Linked DNA regions of Mus musculus: region 2 is linked to region 1. Evidence: chromatin contacts called from public HiChIP or PLAC-seq data. All regions are on one chromosome and are shown on one strand. Each heading gives the region's core, a stretch centred on a gene start, on an enhancer-like site or on the middle of the called end of the contact. The rest is flanking DNA. Distances are from core to core; before and after follow the strand shown. Region 1 overlaps Gm49890 (predicted gene, 49890). Region 2 overlaps Gm12610 (predicted gene 12610).

The links. HiChIP or PLAC-seq counts read pairs in DNA pulled down with a chosen protein or histone mark.
Region 2: an SMC1A HiChIP or PLAC-seq map of the NIH/3T3 cell line shows a contact between it and region 1, with 9 times the contacts expected there. The contact joins two enhancer-like sites. A contact is called at or near these places in 2 of 15 datasets of contacts at CTCF or cohesin (both in the NIH/3T3 cell line), 1 of 484 Hi-C or Micro-C datasets (embryonic fibroblasts) and 1 of 115 datasets of contacts at active chromatin or transcription factors (pancreatic cancer cells).

What each region holds. Positions count from the first base shown.
Region 1 is chr4:88,937,132-88,940,725 of GRCm38.p6, forward strand. The region is part of intron 1 of Gm49890 (predicted gene, 49890); the gene reads right to left. Among named protein-coding and RNA genes, the nearest start is that of Gm49890, 3.1 kb to the right of the region's middle. Within about 2 kb of position 1,415, at least 144 of the 459 cell types and tissues checked have an H3K27ac peak or open chromatin away from gene starts, as enhancers often do. A contact at or near this core is called in the NIH/3T3 cell line, embryonic fibroblasts and pancreatic cancer cells, where this site is marked.
Region 2 is chr4:89,477,616-89,481,154 of GRCm38.p6, forward strand. All of the region lies in intron 7 of Gm12610 (predicted gene 12610), which reads left to right. Among named protein-coding and RNA genes, the nearest start is that of Cdkn2b, 170 kb to the left of the region's middle. Within about 2 kb of position 1,471, at least 83 of the 459 cell types and tissues checked have an H3K27ac peak or open chromatin away from gene starts, as enhancers often do. A contact at or near this core is called in the NIH/3T3 cell line, embryonic fibroblasts and pancreatic cancer cells, where this site is marked.

The DNA of each region.
Region 1 (3,594 bases), core at 165-2,664:
AACTTCAAGAGCCTTCTAGGCTCTTCTAGCTTTCAGGCTTCTTGCTCTCTCTCACATCAACCATGAAGGCAATACCTACGTATAAAATAAAGACCTAATATGATGTAAAAGAAAAGTTTCCAGAAGGCCCACCCCACCTCCAAAAAAAAGTCTATTAAACACGAATCAAAAATGCCTATTTGGGGACCCAACCTAGTTTTCAAGAGGCCCTGTACAAGTTACAAAGGAGAAAGGAAGCGAACTATATTACTTCCTTGGTGGGGGACAACCGCACAATATTATTTTAAGCCTTTTTTTTTTTGATGATAAAAATCAAAATAAAATACCTACGGAACTGCCTCTGGAGATACTGAACAATAACCAGAATGACAGTGGGAAACAACTTAAAAAGTTAGCTCCCCTCCAACCAAACACGAGAAACTCAATAAACCTAAAGTCGAGCGTCACTTTTAAATCACTTAAAACAAAAATCAAGTCAACCAAAACTTTCTCAAAACAAATGATAAAACTGAGCATTGTCGAAACTCCCGTTCACCAAGTATTTTAATCCACAGGTAATAAACTCCCGCAAAATAAATAAATAAATAAAAATAAAAAATTCGTGCCTACTTCCCCCTCTAATTCCACTTCAAAGGTGCCAGGATTTCAATGAGGAAGCTGAAAGACGGGATTCGGATTCCAGAAGCAGTCCCCAGGCAGGAGGGCCACAGCTCCAACCCTTGGTGCAGGTTGTGAGCCCCATTGCCTGTCCCTGTCCTTTAGCTCTTTAGGAGGCCACCTAAGCTTGTTTCGCTGCTCCCTACGCGGCCACTGCCTGGCTGAGGAAACCCTGCAGCAGCCGAGGAGCCGGCCCTTCCAAGGGAGGGTCACGGAGAGAAGGGGCAGGAGCTGACGAACATCCTTCATCCTTTTTCCACCATACGAGTACGAACTGAAAACAAGCGAATCCTCGGCTGTGGGGGTTCTCACCGCACGCCTCGTTTCTGTGCACTCCACCGGAGAAGCCCCCGGGAAGTTTCCAAAGCACCCAGAGTTTGAAATGGTGCGTGGGCAACGCGGGGACTCCCCAGCGGAGAGCGCTCCAGCACGCACGCCGCGCTCTGCTTCCCTGCGCGCTCGAGGATCGCGCGCGGCCCGAGCGTGTGGCCGAGCGCGGGTGGCTGTGCGGGACCGCGCCTCCGCTCCCCACGCGCGCCGCCGAGCCGCCTCGTCCCTCGGCTCCCACCAACCCCAGGGTGGCTCGCCGCGCGCCCGGGCCCGCTTACCTGCGGCCTCCACGCACCCCGCGCGCGCCTCTGCGTCCCGCGTTGTGCGCAGGTCGAAAGAAAGCGCCGCGGGCTGTGCCACCTCCGCGCGCCCACACCTGCCGCGCGGCCCGACGCCCCGCCCCGGCCCCGCCCCGACGGGACCGGCCGCGCCTCCGCCCGGCCAGCACCAGCTGCAGCCGGCGCAGCTCCCGAGCGCCGCGGCTAGGCAAGGTTCGCGACAGTCACCGCTGGGGCGGCAGCCACCGCGTGGCAACCTGCGCGAGCCCCGGCATTCTTGACCAGCAGGCCAGCGGCGATGCTGGCAGGGGTCTTCAGAAACCCTGGCGACTGGTGCAGCCCAGGGATCCAATGGCGTTCAAGCCGGAGGGGAGCTCTCCCATCCCTGGCATCCTGGTCTTGGCTGCCTTGAGGCCTTCCTGGACGTTTTTTTTCTGTACCCACCTGCTCCGGATCTTGTTCTTGAGCAGCCTGAGTGCTGCTCTCTGAATCTCTTTACTGGCGTTGCCTTTGTATGAATGCTCCCGTGCACTGCCCTGTCTCCAAGCACGTCATTTTTATTGTCCGATGAGATTCATGTTTAATACTAGAGCGTACAAGCAGAGACATGCGCTTTCCCAATCCTTTCCATGTAAGTTTCAATTACCTAAAAGGTAGAGGTTAGGTTGCCCATCTTGGAAATTCTCAAGCAAATACAGAATTATACACAGCAACATATTTTTTTTTCTGTAGTCTGCAAGCACAGCATGAGGCCTTTTACACTGATTTAAGAGGGTGGAAATTGTCTTTGTACAAGTAAATGCAATTACATTTTAGCAAAAGTCCCATTACCCACCAAGAAAAATTCTACAAGTGGGGTGAGGAAAGGAGACGAATAAAATTCATGGTGATGTTTAATTAATGATGAGATAACATCTCAGTGTAAAAAAAAAATCACATATTCAAACCAGGTGAAAATTACTCACCAGATGTTCCTTAATGAGGTGGTACTCATTTGCTTAGCCGACTACAGAAAAGACAAGCCAAATAGGGTTGATTTATTACACAAATTACACTAACATGCATATATATGAGCTTAAGACTTATGTGAGAAACTCGGGTTTAATTTTTCCTTATGAAGCAGGTGCATAAAATGTTTTTTTTTAATGCTCTCTCCTACACCCAAGTTATGTGTGTTAAGGTCGTGATGATTAATGGTTAACAGTGTTGAATGCACAATGGTAGGAACCATTACACTTCACCTGAAAATGGCTCTGACTCATGAACTCCATTTTGAAGAACTGAAAACTCTCAAGGTTGATCCACTACCTTGATCAAAAAATAAGAATCGGCAGTCAAACATGTCACTATTAAAGTAATTGTGAAGTTTTTTTGAAGTTAGCTTTAAAGTTTATAGTCTGAGTGCAGAGGGGGGAGAATCAAATACCCCCAAATCATGAAAAGCAAGCCTTAAAATGAGAATCTAGAAAGAGCTAAGTGTTTGTCTATCCATAGAAAACCCAAAAGCATGCTTTGAAGTGCAAAAATATTACTCTAATTTTATTTATTGAATCAGGATGTTGTCAAATGTAAGTGGCCATTTAAACATAATTCTTTTGGTGAAATGGGAAGGGGGGGTGGTAATATAAACCCGGCCAGGAAAGACTCAAACTCCAACAGAAAACCTAATAGATGAGCAACTACAGGCACTTCATTTATGGGACTTTTTTTCTTTAAGGTTTAAGCAGAAGTCTAAATTACTATTACAGATGAAACTGCTTAATGCTTATCTAAAATTATATAGCATGATACTTTGAATAGCAAATAATCAAAAAAAGATAATACATTTCAAATTATAAACATCAATGTAAAGAAAAACAAACATTTGTCTTTCAGGCTTTGATCCAGGCAGACAAGTTATTTGTCCCCCAAACAAATACATAATTTTGAACACCCAAGTGCTACACAAAGCATAGAAAAGAGGCCCCCTTCTCACCCATTAAAGTTCCGATGGGCTTGTGAACGGAACATAGCAAACAGTTTCAGTGTTGGCTGCTCACCCAACCCATTGGAAAGGTTGCCAGTTTCTTAGACTTTAAATATGATTTTTAAGAAATATTTCTTTTTAATGGGAAAAAAACCTAACAGGCAACATAACAGCTCTCTTCCCATAGTGTTCCCATCTGTTAAAACTAGACGGTGGCGGATGAATATCTGAGAGTATTCTCAAGTGTCGTACAGTTAAAGATAAGATGAAAGTAAATGGAAAAAAATATGTGATTAATAAAACAGTAAAGCTTTCAAAAACAAATGTGGTTCCTCATTTGTCCTTAGGAAACATAAAGTTTTC
Region 2 (3,539 bases), core at 221-2,720, 540 kb after region 1:
TAGTCTTAGCTCCCTAAGTCAGTCTTCCACTAGCAGCCCTCAGATGAAGCTGCTGAACACTCAGCTCTGCCTGCACCATGTTTGCCTATATGCTACCATGTTCTTGCCTTGACAACAATGGACTGAACCTCTGAACCTTATACGAGTTGCCTTGGTCATGGTGTCTGTTCATAGCAGTAAAACCCTACCTAAGACACTTACAGTCATTTGGTGAGTATTCCAACTCCTTGTGCTCCGTAGGCTTGTTGCCTTCCTTGAGCCTTGGCTTCCAGGTAGAACCCCAGCTATCATGTCTAGTGTTAGACTCCCACTGATGGAGATTATGATAAGAAGACTTTAGAAACTAATCTTTGGGCAGTTTGTGGTAGTTGAAACATTGGTAAACATAGGAATTTAAATATGTCTTAAAAGATAAAATACAATTATTCAGTGAACATCTGAAAAGTATTCACTATCACCAGTCACCAGGGAAATAATAATCAAAATTACATGAAATATTATCAGACCATAGTTAGAATGGCTACCATAAAAAACCCATAACATAAATGCTGATGAAGATGTGGAAAAATAGAATTCTTAGGTTTTTGTGTGTGGGTAATGCAGTCAGTAGGTTGATTTTGGAAAGCAGTAGGTAGAATCCTCCTGAACTAGAAGTAGACTTAGCATGTGATCAAGTGGTTAAACTCCTGTCTATTTATTCAAAGGAGATGAAGGCAGAACACAACAGACGAGCTCATAACCCATAGCCGCCTGTCAATAGACAAACAGAAAAGGAGAGATGGAGTATTATGCAGCCATAAGAAGAATGAGAACTTGCTATTTGAAACAGAGTGGATAGAAATGAATGTCATGCTAACCAAAACAAGACAGCAGAAGGACAAGAACAAGTACTCTGTTTGCTTTCCAGTGTGCAAATGAAGAGTAACCACATTAGGAATTAGACGTAGAGGTAGAAGAATTGTTCCTAGGAACTGGCTGGGAGGGGCTGAAGTTAGAAGGACAGACATATGCACACAATCCATACGTGCTGTAAGAAATGAGTGTAAGAAACATCACAGTGAGTTCCACTAATTTGCAAAAGTAATATATGCTATTAACAAAATAATCATGAGACTCACTTGACATTCCATATCCCATGAGCAAGACGAGCAGTAATTGCAGCAAACGTGGCCTGACCAGAGTAAGGAAGCCACTATCTTAGACTGCTCGGGGTGGAAGGTCTGAGTCACCTTATTAGGTTAGAAAAAAGTGTCGAATGATCATGAGGGGAATCTAATATGGGTGGTGGAAAGAGTTGATGACTATCGAGTACAGTGCAGGACCAGCTTCAGTAGGGAAGGCTGTTTTGTTCTATCAGGTCACATGTAGAGACTGGCTGGCTGACGGCCGCCTTGAAGCCTGAGAGGTAATTAACTGTAAGGCATAGGGGTAGCAGAGTGGTACAAAGGCTAGCCTGTGCGGGCTGCCTCTGGCTCCCTGACTCATATCCTCTTGGCCTCAGCTTTGATTACAGTGTAGCTTCAGCGGGTAGTTTGGCTTATGTCATGCTGGTGTTTTTCTCTAGCACCAGACATTTTACACTTTTGCCCTCAGACGTTTCCAGCGCCATAATTGCCCTCGGGGAGACCTCTGTTCAGGTGATTACATTCAGTGGGGAGGTATACCGGGGTTTTCATCCCATGGCAAGACTCAACAAATGTGAGATGCAAGCTGACAGATGAACATGGTGGCTCCTCTGGAAGTTGATTTCCAAAGGTGTCCCACACATACCTCAGAAGGTTCCAGACAGACTGTCAGTTCCCACAATAATGATGATTACAAAGCCCTCGTGGATTGCGCTAGTTTTCTTTCAGTTTCTCATGCCTGATCCTTTTATATGCTCTCTTCCTGCTCAGGCACTGCTTTTGTGCAAACTCAAACTGAAACAAAAATCTTTAAACCTCAATACCTCTGTTTTCCATTCTGCTCCATCTTATGACCATCCTTGCTGCTTCCCAACATGGGTCAAGAAAAAGAATAGGCAGGTAGGATTGTCAATAGGTAATTCAACAGGATTTCTAAAAGCTTTTGCAATGCCAAATGCAAAGGGTCCCCTCACTTGATAGTCTAAGGAGTGATGGAAGTAGTTCATCTTGTAGCCATTTTCTCCATAAAGAATCTGCTTTCATTTCAACATCTTACACTCCTGAGGCATCTCGATTTTTTTCCCCTTATGTTTCTTGTTTTCTCCTCCTCCTCCCCCTCCTCCTCCTCCTCCTTCTTCTTCCTTTTATTTTTGAAGTACCTGGTTCATAGGTGTAGAGAGTTTACAAAGGCAATTTCCCTTTAAACTTGGAAATCCAGAAATTTCTGGCCCTCTCTCACAGTTGAGTAATGTGGACTTACATGTCAGCAACAATTTCTGTAATGTGTCTGAAGACTATCCCGTTTTGTTTCTAGTCTTGCTGTGGAAAGATCCCTGATAAAATCCTGTATAATCCTGTACGATTTTATTCGTCGTTGGAAAAACCCTTTGTTCTTTAGCCCCAACTTTCTAACATTTCAAATTCTGTGCCGTGATAAAGATCTGATGTTAAAGTTCCTGACTACTATGTCAAAAATGTCCACAGATATGTATTAATCTTTAGAAACATTTCAGTTTTCGGCTGTAGTTTAAATAAGATGAGACCATCAGGAAGCTCTGCACTCACTCATTCCCCAGGCCTGATTGTCTCTTGTCCTTTTTCCAAGACTGCATTCTCATTCTGTCATTTCTTCAACCTAAGCAACTTTGCTGAGAACAGACTCTCTGGCAGTATGTTTCCTGAGTTTCCATTTATCTGGAAAACTCTATTTTCTTTAAATATATTTTCACTGGATATAGCTCCCTGACTATTTTTATATTGATTTTGTTTTTTAAAAAACCATTTTATTTAGTCTCTTAAATTTTTTATTAATTATTTTATTTATTTATATTCCAAATGTTGCCTCCCCCCCTGGTCCTCTCTCCATGAGTTCTTCATCTCCTCCCCTTTGCTTCTGAGAGAGTGCTTCTCTACCCACCCACCCACTCCCACCTCACCTGACTAGCATCCCTCTTCCCTGAGGCATCAAGTTTCTACAGGATTAAGTGCATCCTTTTCCACTGAGGCCAGACAAGGCAGTCCTTTGTACCTATGTAGCAGGGGCCACTGACCACCATGTACGCTTTTTGGTTTGTGGCTTAGTCTCTGGGAGCTCTGAGGGGTCCGGGTTAGGAGATACTGTTGCTCTTCCTATGGGGCTGCAAGCCCCTTCAGCTCCTTCAGTCCTTCCCTAACTCTTCCACAGGGGTCTCTGACCTAGTCTAATGGTTGGTTGTAAATATCAGCATCTGTCTCAGTCAGCTACCGGTAGAGCTTCTCAGAGGAGGACAGCCATGCTAGGCTCCTGTCTGCAAGCACACCACAGTACCAGTAAGAGTGTCAGGGTTTGGTGCCTGGGCATGGGATGAATCCTAAGTTGGGCTGGTCTTTGGATGACCTTTCTTCCAGTCTCTGCTTCATTTTTTTCCTACATTT